Regions from separate parts of the Gossypium arboreum genome. Here region 1 is linked to region 2. Evidence: chromatin contacts called from public Hi-C data. All regions are on one chromosome and are shown on one strand. Each heading gives the region's core, a stretch centred on a gene start, on an enhancer-like site or on the middle of the called end of the contact. The rest is flanking DNA. Distances are from core to core; before and after follow the strand shown.

Region 1 (6,145 bases), core at 1,104-3,603, 130 kb before region 2:
AGATTAAAATGAAAAAAAATGCTTTCATGATAATTCTAAAAATAAAAACCATTCCATTTTGCAAATAATGTGTTTAAAAGCTAAAAACAGTGTAGAATTTTAATTAATATTCCTAGGCAATGTAGCCTAAATTTTTTTTCAAACATCTTTATTTTATATAATCAACATACAATAAATTTAGTTCGTAGTTAACATTTTCAACACTTCTTTCACTTCAAATTTTATATAACCCCAATATGAGCAATGAAACATGGACATTTATCATTTTCATCAATTTACAAGGTCATTAAAGAGCATTGTACTCCCAACAAGATAAAAGCATAAAGAAATGCAACTTCTCTGTACCTTATATTTAGTATTGACAAGTGTTCAAGACACACTCTAGGTGTTGAAACCCAAATATTGCTTAAGGCACAAGGCATAAGAAAGCACTCACCCAAGTGAAGCAAGATGCAATATGTATGTGCGTGTGAATGTATATGTATATATGTGCGCATAGTAAGTCCCAAAAATACAATTCCAATAATGAACTGTAAAAATTTGTTTAATATATCTAGAAAGCATGAAATAAAATTCTTTCATTGGACAAAATACATGATTTTATTTATGTCTTATACATTTTGTTGAATACTCACGAATTGAGAAGTACAGAATTTGATTTTGTCCAACCCTTTTTAACCATTAAAAGTAAAATAAATAAAAGAATTAAAAAGGTATGAAATTAAAGAGAATCTCAATCAGACTTTTATTACACCTACTGCCTTACAAAAGTATGGACTTAAACACACCAGACATATGCCTCCTTTGAAAGGGTCCAATGCACTTGCCTGACCTTGAGGCACAACCCCTAAGCGCACGCCTTAAGAACATTGCTAAACATTGGTCTTTATCATGCATTTGAACAAACATTTATATATCATTCTAGAATTATCTAAAACGCTCAGAAGTTTGCTTGAAAAATAAAATTTTAACCATTTTTCTGAAAGAGAACCACTATCCGCATATCATTGCAAATAAAAACATAAATGTACTCCGTAACCTTAGTAGGAACAAGAAAACCGTGAAAGCAATTTCAAGCAAATATAAATTCTATGTGTAAGAAGTATTTTCTAGTCCAACTCATCGGGTATCAATCAACTTTTATTTCATAAGCACAGTAGATAAACAGAATTTGTACTGTCATAAAAATAAACCCATGATTCATCCGCCCAACATTCTTTAGCCAGAGCTTAAGAGAGCATTGCAACGGAAGAGAGATGTTGGCAGTACAGTACATAAAGAATCTATCATCACCAAGAAAAGGATTATTACATGATACACCACCGGTGAAGCAAAAATTTCTGCAAGCAATTATATACATTTGACATGTGCTGATCAAGAATAAGATTATTGTCCTATATACGCCGATAGAGGAGTTCAGCAACACCACAAACGGTTTTATTGATTAACCCTTGCACGTCTAAATATAAATAGAGAAATCAACAATAAGAATTATTAAGTTTACATATACAGTGAAATCGCCATATGAAAATAATTAAACCTTGTTATGGGGTTTCAAGCACCATGAATGTACAGAATGATAAGGAAACAATATTGGATTAAATTAATTGTTTTATGAAATCAGCTGATAATCAAGTATTAGTGAGCCGGAAAATTACACAACAAAAAAGATGGAAAACAATATTCAAATTCCCACTTTAAAAAAATAAAAAAATAAAAAAATAAAGCAAAAAAGATCTTAGAAATGAATCGATTCAATCGCATTCATTAAAGGAACCAATGCATGCGTATGCGTAAAAAGTTGAAATAATTTACCTTGGGATCGTTTTCTTTCTTCGAGTTGAGCTGATTCAAGACATCGACGCACTCGGCGAACTTCCTAGACTGAAAGTAAAGAGCGGCGTCTTTAGCGAGGGCGGAAGTGACGGAGAGGACGCCGTCGTCGTCGCCGGCGTTACCATCCCGATTCGGAGTCGACGACGGTGATGAATCTCGCAAATCCATGAGCAGATCAGACCAATCGAACGAGATAAGAAAAATGAAATTTAAAAATTAAAGGGAAAAAAAGTGGGAAGATCTCAGGCGTAGAGGATGGTTGAAGAAACCCCTTAGCTTCTTTAAACTAGAAAATGCATAGTTTTTAATAAAATCACAATTGAGGGATAATTTTCTTTTCTTTTCTTTTCTTTTTCGTCCAAAATGAGTTAAAACTGCGGAGTGAGCAGTGATAGTGTGGTTTGATGCAACATCGAAGATGATGAAGTTGTGGGATTTGATTTGATCCGAGTTTTTGGTTTTTACATTCTTGGGCTAAATTTTGGTTTGGGTTTTAGACTTCCTTTGGAAAAGTAATGGTTTAGACTTCAAATCAGAACAGCTTCTTATAGAATGGGCGGTGGCGAATATGGGCCGGCACTGATTACTACTGTATATAGAGGTGTCTATGGACTAAGTCAAATTTAAGCTCAACCAAAATTTTAGGTCTGGTTTACGGATTTAAAATTTTTTTCAAACCTAATCGACCTTTTTTTTTTAAAAATATTTTATTTTAAAAATATAGTATATCAAATACACTAAAAACATTAAAGCAAATATTTCCAAAAATTATCAAATTTCATTAGCAAATATTAAAAATTAGATAAAAACTTATTAGCATTTGATGGATGTAGACCTCGTTAATGTTTATAATAATTAATCATTACTTCTTTTAAAAAAATTAATCATTATTAATGTAATGAGTATATTTTCAAGAGAATAATAAATCTTGCATACTAGTATATATAATATGATTTGGGTAAAGGTAGCAAAAAATGAAAAACCACTTGAAGTAAAGGATGGCATAAGGTTGTTTCACTAAAGTACATTAAAGTTGAATAATAAAGTACAAGAAATTTGATAATTAGTGAAACAACTTGGTAACTAAAACCATCCACAACAAGGTCGCATTCTCATGCAATTGATGTTGGAAACTTAGCAAAATTAAAAGTTCTACAATATCCAAACAAAAGTTCTACAATATCTATATATATCAAGCAAAATAGCACCAAAAATAGCATCAAAGATTAGCACCCAACAACAGCAGAATAGCAATGAAACAACACCAAAAATAGTAGCAAAAATTAGCACCCAACAACAACAGCAGAACATTAAAAACAATAGCAGAATAACAGTGAAACAACACCCAAAATAGCACCAAAAATAACCTATAAAATGTATCAACCATTCAAAATATCTTTATATGAAGCAATCAACATATATTATCTTATAACAAGCTATAAATTCTAAGCTAAATTATATACCTAGAAACAAATCAAAAATCATCATCATTATCATTCTTATCATTCTTGTAATCAATTTCTAATATAAAATAAGAATAAATAGTTATATAATCAAATTGATAAAATGTTTTATAATTATAACAATAAAATGAAAATAATAATTACCCGTTGAAAATCTCTTAGCTCACATCCAGTTATCAAAACAAACAATGGCTTGAACCATTTTTGGTTTAAGGGAACTCCTAAAAAATGTGATCACTTTCTTCCTCATGCTAAAAGCCGACTCAGAAGCTACGGTCGATATTGGAATTGCCAAAAGATCACGAGCCAAAAATGAAAGCTCACAATATCGAATTGAACTTTTGCTCCAATAATCCAATACATTTATTTGGCTATTCAACTCAAGCTCTGATTCTTCCAAATAAATGTCCAATCGAGACTTTTCACTCTTAGTACTGGATGCACTTAAGAATCATTTATAATCACCACTCTCATCATAATCTCCTCCCAAATCTGCCCTATTGACATTGAGTTGATGCAAATTAGAATGAACAGGATCATTATCTGAAACATTGAAACTCCTGGCCAAAGAGGAAGATGTGGATTTGGAGTTCTTAACATACTCATCAAATAAGAGTTTAAGATTGCAAAGAATGGTTTCCAAAAAGTTTGAAGCATAAGTAGTGTAGATTGTAGTAAAATAATACTGCACATAATTTAACTTGTAACGAGGATCTAAAATTTATCAAAGAATACTTAGCCTAATATTTATTAAATTTATCTTGCATTTGCATAACCATTAGAGTTAAAAAAAGAATGAGGATCTTTAACTGTATTAATTAAGACCATGTGAACCTTCCAAACCCCTCTAAAATAAAAATCAACCGTTGGATAATTAGAACCAGAAAAAGTACAAGTCACATCATAAAGAATTCAATAATTTGCAAAAAAATAACAACATTTCTCCACTCCTCATCAGAAAGTGCTAATATTTGATAATCTTTATCCCGTTGGCCCCAATAATCTAACACATATTTATAGAAAAGAGTAGATTCAAACATCAAATAAGTAGAATTCCATCTCACACTCACATCTCGACGTAACTTTTTAGTCACATTCAAATGAAAACTTTTGTTAGCCATATCATAAAATATTTTCTTACAAATTCCTGACTTTTTTATGTACTTAATTCCATTTCGAATCTTACTAAAAACATCAGCAGCAAGTTCCAAACCAGCTTTAATTATAAGATTCAATATATATGCGTAACATCTAACTTGAAAAAAAAGAAAGAGCTCGTTCGCGCCAAAACGATTTTTAAGACAAAAAACCATAACACCGTTATAAAAAGCATTATCCAAAGTGATGCTAAAAACTTTCTTGTTTATACCCCACTAAGATAAACATAAAATGAGTTCATCTGCTACGCGCAAACCATCATACGGAGGAGATAAACATCTAAATCTTATGATTCTCTTTTGTAGCTTCTAATCTTTGTCAACCCAATGAGCAGTAATGCAAATATATTCATCATTAGTATGCTCAGAGTTCCAATTATTAGAAGTTGGACAAACTAAACCATGTGTTTTATCCAACTCTTCTTTAACATGATCTCTCTCTTTTACATAATACATTAGGATATCTCTAGTAGTTGTTTGTCTACTTTTATTCTTAAAATTAGGACATCAATACTTATCATGTATCTAAATCTTGGTTCTTCAACTGTCCTAAATACATGTTTGTCACACACAAGAAAAGTAGAAACAGCTCGACAACACTCCTCAGCATCAAACTTGTAGTTTTTTATAGATGAACCACCTCCTAAAGATGGTTTAGTGGCTATGGTGTGTTGAATAATTTCCTTATTAAATTTTTTCAAACAAAAATTTAGATGACGTCTTAAATGGGAGGTTTCGATAAAAGATTTAGCAAAAAAAAGATACTCTTATAGTGATTACATTATGCTTTCAACTCGTCTTTGTTCTCACATTCAAACTTTGTCATTTCATCCCACACTTTTGAAGTAGTAGACTTTTGATGTTTGGGAGCACTTTCATATTCATTAAACCTATCATCCATACATAATGGAGTGTTTGAACTAGCCATTGTCATAAAAACTCAAGTCATGAAATTGTAAAAACTCAATTAATATATATAAAAAAAATAGAATCAAATTTTAAATATATATATGGTTGCTTATGGCAGCATGATTTGAAACTGCTAAAGTATAAGTATTGATAGTAGATTTTGATCATTCATTTTCATAGGCATACATATTTAACATCCCAAATTTGAGCACAAAATAATATAAATACCATCAACCAAATAATAATTCACCTTACATAAAAAGATAGCAATCTTAAGTGGATTACTTCATGGCATGAAGTACAAGGAAACAAAAAAAAAGTATATTTGAATTAATTTCATGGCATAAAGAGTTAACCTATAAATGCTTCAATTAATTATATATATCTATATATTGGAAACTATAAGACATCATTGATACAGTTCAATACAAGTATCTAAGAAAATAAAACCTATCCAAAAGAGGCAAATGCCATAGGAGATTTATCAACTTTCTAATAAAAGAGACAAGACAACTATAAAATATAGTTGGCAAATGTTGAACCTACCAAGTTGGCAACAAAGTTCTTTTTCCTTCCTTTTTAATGAGAATATTATTAAATGATGGCAGTAGCATTACAATTAGAAAATATAGTTTGTTAGACCATTAGAAGTTTATAGCATTTTAAAATATTGATGCATACAGCTTAATTTTTCCTTCACAAAACCCATCAACCTCAAGTTGGAAACTCGAATCAATCTGGAATTGAATTGAATTTCAAGTCTAAATAGCTCGAGATTCT
Region 2 (6,169 bases), core at 838-3,337:
TGCAATTTCATGGCGGCAACGGTCCTGATCGAATGGTATGAAAGGTGAACTGGGAGATCTGTAGCGCCGCTTTCGTGGTTCACCTCCTCCAGTCTTCGGGCTATATGGGGTCAATTGATTGTTATATTGGTCACGTAGGAGTGCCGGACAGGTACCCTTAGCAATGTGACGTTTGAGGTGGCTGGTCCCTGCTACCTTGGAACCAGTACTATAAGCGAAACTTTGTTTGCAACGGTTACAGCATGCTCTTCTACATCCAGCACTCACAGTTTCAATGGTGAAGTACTCCCAGACCATGGACTTCTTTTTCCTTCGCTTAGGCTGTGTTTCAGGAGTGATGAGAGCCAGCTCATTGTTATTCTCCACCGGGGATGTTTCCATATTTGTAGCTTCCGTCATTTCTGCCATTCCTGTCTATACATAAAACCCGCAGCTGGAGCAAAACAAAATTTTAAAAAGGATTTCAAACTATGCATGTATAAAAAAACAAAAGAGTAGATAGACCCAATTACCATTAAGGTTAACATAACTCGGAAGGTAAAAATAAAGGAAACAATGAGGTTCAGTCAAAGCAATCAACGGTTTCACACATCATAAATTTCATTAAAACAGAATCTTCTCAGCTTTGAGACGCATGGTTACATAGTGGTCTCAGACTTAATGCATTACAACATTAAGCTGCAAAAACAGTCCGGATTTGTGTCAAGGGTGACGGATGTGGCCTCTTTGTCCAAAGGAAAGTAAGTTGAACTGCGTACTGTATGGTATAGTTGATGAAAAAACAGCACACATTGGACTATAAAGTTTTCGCCACTAAATGAAACACCCAGGAGCTGGCAATCCAGGATCATAATTAAGAGCTGCTTTGATTGGAAAGAAAAAGAATGAAAGAATCCAGAAATGAGTTTACATCAGCAACATTAATTTTAACAAATGTGTCTTCAAAAATAAAAAGAACTTTAAAAAATGAATATGGGTAATATCCAACGTATACAAGTATAGCCGAAATATAAGATAAACATCAGGGTAATGGGTCAAGGAATAATTGAAACTGTGCCACGTGTTGAAGTGGTCCACAATAAGACCAAGTCGTAGTATAGCAATTTACAATACAGGACAAAGGACTTGGATAAGATCCATGTTAAATGGGCCCACTTTACGCACCAGGGCTAAAACAGACATTGACATTTAAATGGGCTGAAAAGGATTACATTTTACAATGCACCCCCCCCCAAAAAAAAAAAACCGTAGATCTAGGGTTTGAAAATAATAAAAAGAAAAACAAAAAGCATAAACAAAGAAGGGAAAGCCCAGATCAGTCGAACTGAAACCCAATTCCATTTCAAAGATCAAACTCAGCTTCAAAGGCATCTATTAATATGCCCAGAGCAAGAGCAAAAGAGAAAACCACAGAAAGAGAAGGAAAAATAAAACGTCAAAAGAACAAAAACCCATGTCTGCAATCTGCCCAGATCAACAACAAACAAAGAAGAAAGACCCATTATCTGTACAGATGAAAACCAGGAAATGAAGGACAAACAAAACCCCATATCAATGCATGAAACGAGAATAGCCATATTTAAATAACAGAAGCAAAAAGGAAAGGGAATCTATGGTTTCAATTCAAAACAAAAAGTCCAACTACTTCCGTAACTTTTAACAAGGACAATAAGCCAGCAATCATCGCAATTCTCTCACAAAATTGAAACACGAAGCGTTTAAAATCAAAATCCCCAACTCAAAAAAACGAAGCAAGCATTAAATAAAGAAAAAATCAAAGAGAAAAAGGAACACCCAAAATTTCAGTCAATGGAGAAATTAGGTAAGGTGATGAAATTTTTACCAGTCAGCCCAAACGAGAAGCGATCTGGGAGCGAGAAGAAGGCCGGAAAACGACGTTGAAAGGGTGAAAGATCTAGGGTTTTGCAGGAGAGGAGAAAGACGGAGAGATAGTCGGGGGGGGGGGGGGCGGAGATTTGGGCTTAGAACAACAGACCCCAAAAGAAGGCTAATTGGACCTGAAAGGTGGAGAGTAGTTGTTGGGATGGGTGGGGATAAGGTGAAAATTGTGGGGTTTAATAAATTAAAATTTTCGAAAAAAAGAAACTACGTAAGATATCCCACTTTATTTAATTTTGGACTTTTGGGTAGGGGGAACCAATTGACTTTGATCTAATCTACCCAAGGCAGAGACAGCCCAATGGCTTGCCATCTCTCAATTTGTTCAATTCAACGCCCTTTCTTTAACCACCTTCACTCTTTTTCTAGCTGACTTGGGTTTTTGGGTGGCTTCTCATACGAACAACATTTCAACCCAATTGCTGTATAGCAAGGCCACTGTCGTTTATTCTACTAAAATATTATAATATCGGGGTTGAAGTTGAATACTTCAAGAGATTTGCCAACTTCATCCATCATATGAATGGTCTTGTTTCGTTTACTTAGACTGTAACCATTTTTGTTATCAAAATCAAAATGAATTATTAATATAATCTACAAAATTATCCCACCTTTTTTTTTTATTATGCTTGATAATACAAGGTAAAGTGACATAACCTCCCATATAAACATAAATTTAGTGGGTTACTTGATAGTAGGAATGTTGATCAATGTTAGTGACTTGAAATAAGTAAAAGTATGATTCACGTGTATTTTTTCATCATTAATTTAGTCATATTTATTTACTGCTGCTTGATTATGGTTAACAAATATAAATATTTTATTATTTTATTTATTCACTTTTCAAGATTAAATTAATAAAAAGGATTTAATTACCGGTTGAAAATAGTTTATAATTAAAATTACCTCAGAGCTGTATTTATTTATGAGCTAAATTTTACTATTAATTTTTATATTATATGTAAGTTGTAGATTTAATTTTTATACTTTAATTTGATTACTTTTAGTCCTTAAATTTTAATGAATTTTAAAATTCTAGTCTTGACCAAATAATTATTAATAAATTTATTATTTTTACTATTTTTAAAGTATGATCGATAAATATATTATTACATATATAATGCAATGCTATCTTACTATTTTTACATATTATTTAAAAAATTAAAAAATTTATTGCTTAGTTAAAATTAAACCATTTAAAAAGTAAACTAACTTTTATTTATTTATTCTGTTTGTTACTGTTGTAATGTAAACCGACTGTTTGTCATGGTTGTAAAGTAGAAAAGGAAATTTAAAAAAAAAAAAAAAGAAGAAAAAAAGCAAGAAGATCCAGAAACGGTTATTTTGCTCCACTGCTTCAACCTCCTTTATCCCATCATCAAGGTATGCACAATAGCCTTCTCTCTACTGCTTTCTTCTTTAATTCCATTCATCCACAAAAGTGATGCATAATTTTTTCTTCAAAATCCGATAACAGTAATTATAACAACTATGGCTTCTTTGAAATTGTCCCTTTCTTGGGACTCTGTCGATTCAAAGAAACTCAGCTTCTACGTTAACCCGTCTCATTTACCTGATCAATGTTCCAGTTTTTCATTCACCAGTTGTTTTCATGTCGCAAGAGCTGCTTCCATGCTCACTTCTTTGACTAGGCTCAAACATATTAGAGTCGAACCCGCCAACGTTCCTGACCCTAACCCAGTCGATAGAGATACCCCTTTTTCTTCCGAAAATGAATTAGTGAATGAAAACCCAAAACTTGTTGAGGGCCGAAAAGGTCAAAACCGCGAGAAAGGGATAACAAGAAATGTGGGTTTCAGGTTTGGTTCCAGAAGGAATGGTAACGAAGTAGAAAAAGGAGATCTTTTTGTGTGTAGAAATAGCGGGTTGGATGTTGATTATACTGCTATAAAGCCTGACTTGAATTTGGAGCATTGTAATTCTATATTGAAAAGGCTTGAGAAGTCTAATGATGGTAATGCTTTGAGATTTTTTGAGTGGCTGAGGAGCAATGGGAAATTAGATGGAAATGTGATGGCTTATAGATTGGTTCTTCGAGTTTTGGGCAGGAGACAAGATTGGGACGCTGCTGAAATAATGGTTAGGCAAGCAAAATGCGATTCCGGCTGTGAGCTTGATTTTCAGGTTTTCAATACAATCATATACGCCTGTTCTAAAAGGGGGCTTGTTGAAATGGGTGCTAAGTGGTTTAGAATGATGCTGGAACATGGGGTTCAGCCAAACGTTGCCACTTATGGGATGCTTATGGGACTTTACCAGAAGGGTTGGAATGTTAGGGACGCAGAGTTTGCACTTTCACAAATGAGGAGTTCTGGCATTGTATGTCAGTCTGCATACTCTGCAATGATCACAATTTATACACGGTTGAGTTTGTATGACAAAGCGGAAGAGGTTATCAGCTTTATGAGAGAAGATAAAGTCGCATTGAATCTTGAGAATTGGTTGGTGATGCTTAATGCTTATAGTCAAAGTGGCAAGTTAGAGGAGGCTGAGCAGGTATTGGTTTCAATGCAAGAAGCAGGCTTTTCTCCAAATATTGTTGCATACAATACACTGATCACAGGGTATGGAAGAGCATCAAATATGGATGCAGCTCAACGTGTATTCCTGAGCATCCGGCAAGTTGGATTAGAACCTGATGGTACAACTTACCGTTCCATGATTGAGGGCTGGGGGCGAACTGGCAATTATAAAGAAGCAGCATGGTATTACAGGGCTATGAAACAGCTCGGATTCAAGCCTAACTCATCTAACTTGTACACGCTGCTAACTTTGCAAGCAAAGCATGGGGATGAAGAGGGTGCCATTAGAACACTTGATGATATGCTCAAGATGAGGTGCCAACATTCTTCAATCCTAGGTACTGTTTTGCAAGCATATGAGAAGGCTGAGAGGATCTATAAAGTTCCTCTTGTTATAACTGGGTCTTTCTATCAACATGTTTTAGACGACCAAACTTCTTGTTCCATTCTAGTCATGGCTTATGTGAAAAGTGGATTAGTGAATGATGCAATTAAAGTGTTAGGGAGCAAAAGGTGGAAGGATCCAGTTTTTGAAGATAACCTGTATCATTTATTAATTTGCTCTTGCAAGGAGTTGGATGATCTTGAAAATGCGGTTAAGATATTTTCTCAAATACCTAACTCTGAAAACAAGCCAAATTTGCATATAATGTGTACAATGATTGACATTTACAGTGTCATGGGCCACTTCAATGAAGCAGAAAAACTCTATTTGAAGTTAAAATCTTCAGGAGTTGCCTTGGACATGATTGGCTTTAGCATTGTTGTAAGAATGTATGTTAAAGCTGGATCTTTAAAAGATGCCTGCAGCGTTCTACAAATGATGGAGAAGCAGAAAGACATTGTCCCAGACATTTATCTGTTTCGTGACATGCTTCGGATTTATCAAAAGTGCAACATGCAGGAAAAATTAATGAATCTTTACTATAGAATTTTGAAGAGCGGTATTTCCTGGGATCAGGAAATGTATAACTGTGTCATTAACTGTTGTGCACGTGCTTTGCCAGTTGATGAGCTTTCCAAGATTTTTAATCGAATGCTTCACCATGGTTTTGCTCCTAATACTATAACCTTCAACGTCATGCTTGATGTTTATGGTAAAGCCAAACTTTTCAGGAAGGTCAAGAAACTATTCTGGATGGCAAAAACTCGAGGTTTGGTAGATGTAATCTCTTACAATACAATTATATCTGCATATGGTCAAAATAAGGACTTCAAGAATATGTCATCAACCATTCGAGAAATGCAGTTCAATGGTTTTTCAGTTTCCCTTGAAGCCTATAATTGCATGTTGGATGCATATGGGAAAGAAGGCGAAATGGAGAAATTTCGAAGTGTATTGCAGAGGATGAAGGAATCAAATTGTGCTTCCGACCACTATACATACAACATTATGATCAATATTTATGGGGAACGAAGATGGATTGATGAAGTTGCTGCTGTGCTGACAGAACTGAAAGAATGTGGACTAGGACCTGATTTGTGCAGTTATAACACATTGATTAAGGCGTATGGAATTGCTGGAATGGTCGAGGATGCTGTAGGTTTGATCAAGGAAATGCGAGGAAATGGGATAGAGCCTGATAGGATAACTTACAGCAATCTGATCACTGCTTTAAGAAAGAATGATAAGTTCTTAGAGGCTGTTAAGTGGTCATTGTGGATGAAGCAGATGGAAATGGAAAATGCAAGTGTTCCTACATAATCTGTTTTCCACGTCATTTCGC

The links. Hi-C and Micro-C count contacts between places; a contact is called where the count stands out from the background.
Region 1: a Hi-C map of leaf shows a contact between it and region 2, with 4 times the contacts expected there. The contact joins the promoter of LOC108469964 here to the promoter of LOC108469559 in region 2. A contact is called at or near these places in 2 of 5 Hi-C or Micro-C datasets (both in leaf).

Annotation. Positions count from the first base shown.
Region 1 is chr8:92,802,832-92,808,976 of ASM2569848v2, reverse strand. LOC108469964 reads right to left here and starts at 2,353. Exons shown (of 8, transcript XM_053031957.1): 1 at 1,816-2,353. The coding sequence starts at 2,004.
Region 2 is chr8:92,673,261-92,679,429 of ASM2569848v2, reverse strand. LOC108469559 (zinc finger BED domain-containing protein DAYSLEEPER-like) reads right to left here and starts at 2,087. Exons shown (of 2, transcript XM_017770442.2): 1 at 1,844-2,087; 2 at 1-433. The coding sequence starts at 408. It overlaps LOC108467752 (pentatricopeptide repeat-containing protein At4g30825, chloroplastic), which reads left to right and starts at 3,151. Exons shown (of 2, transcript XR_008286916.1): 1 at 3,151-3,282.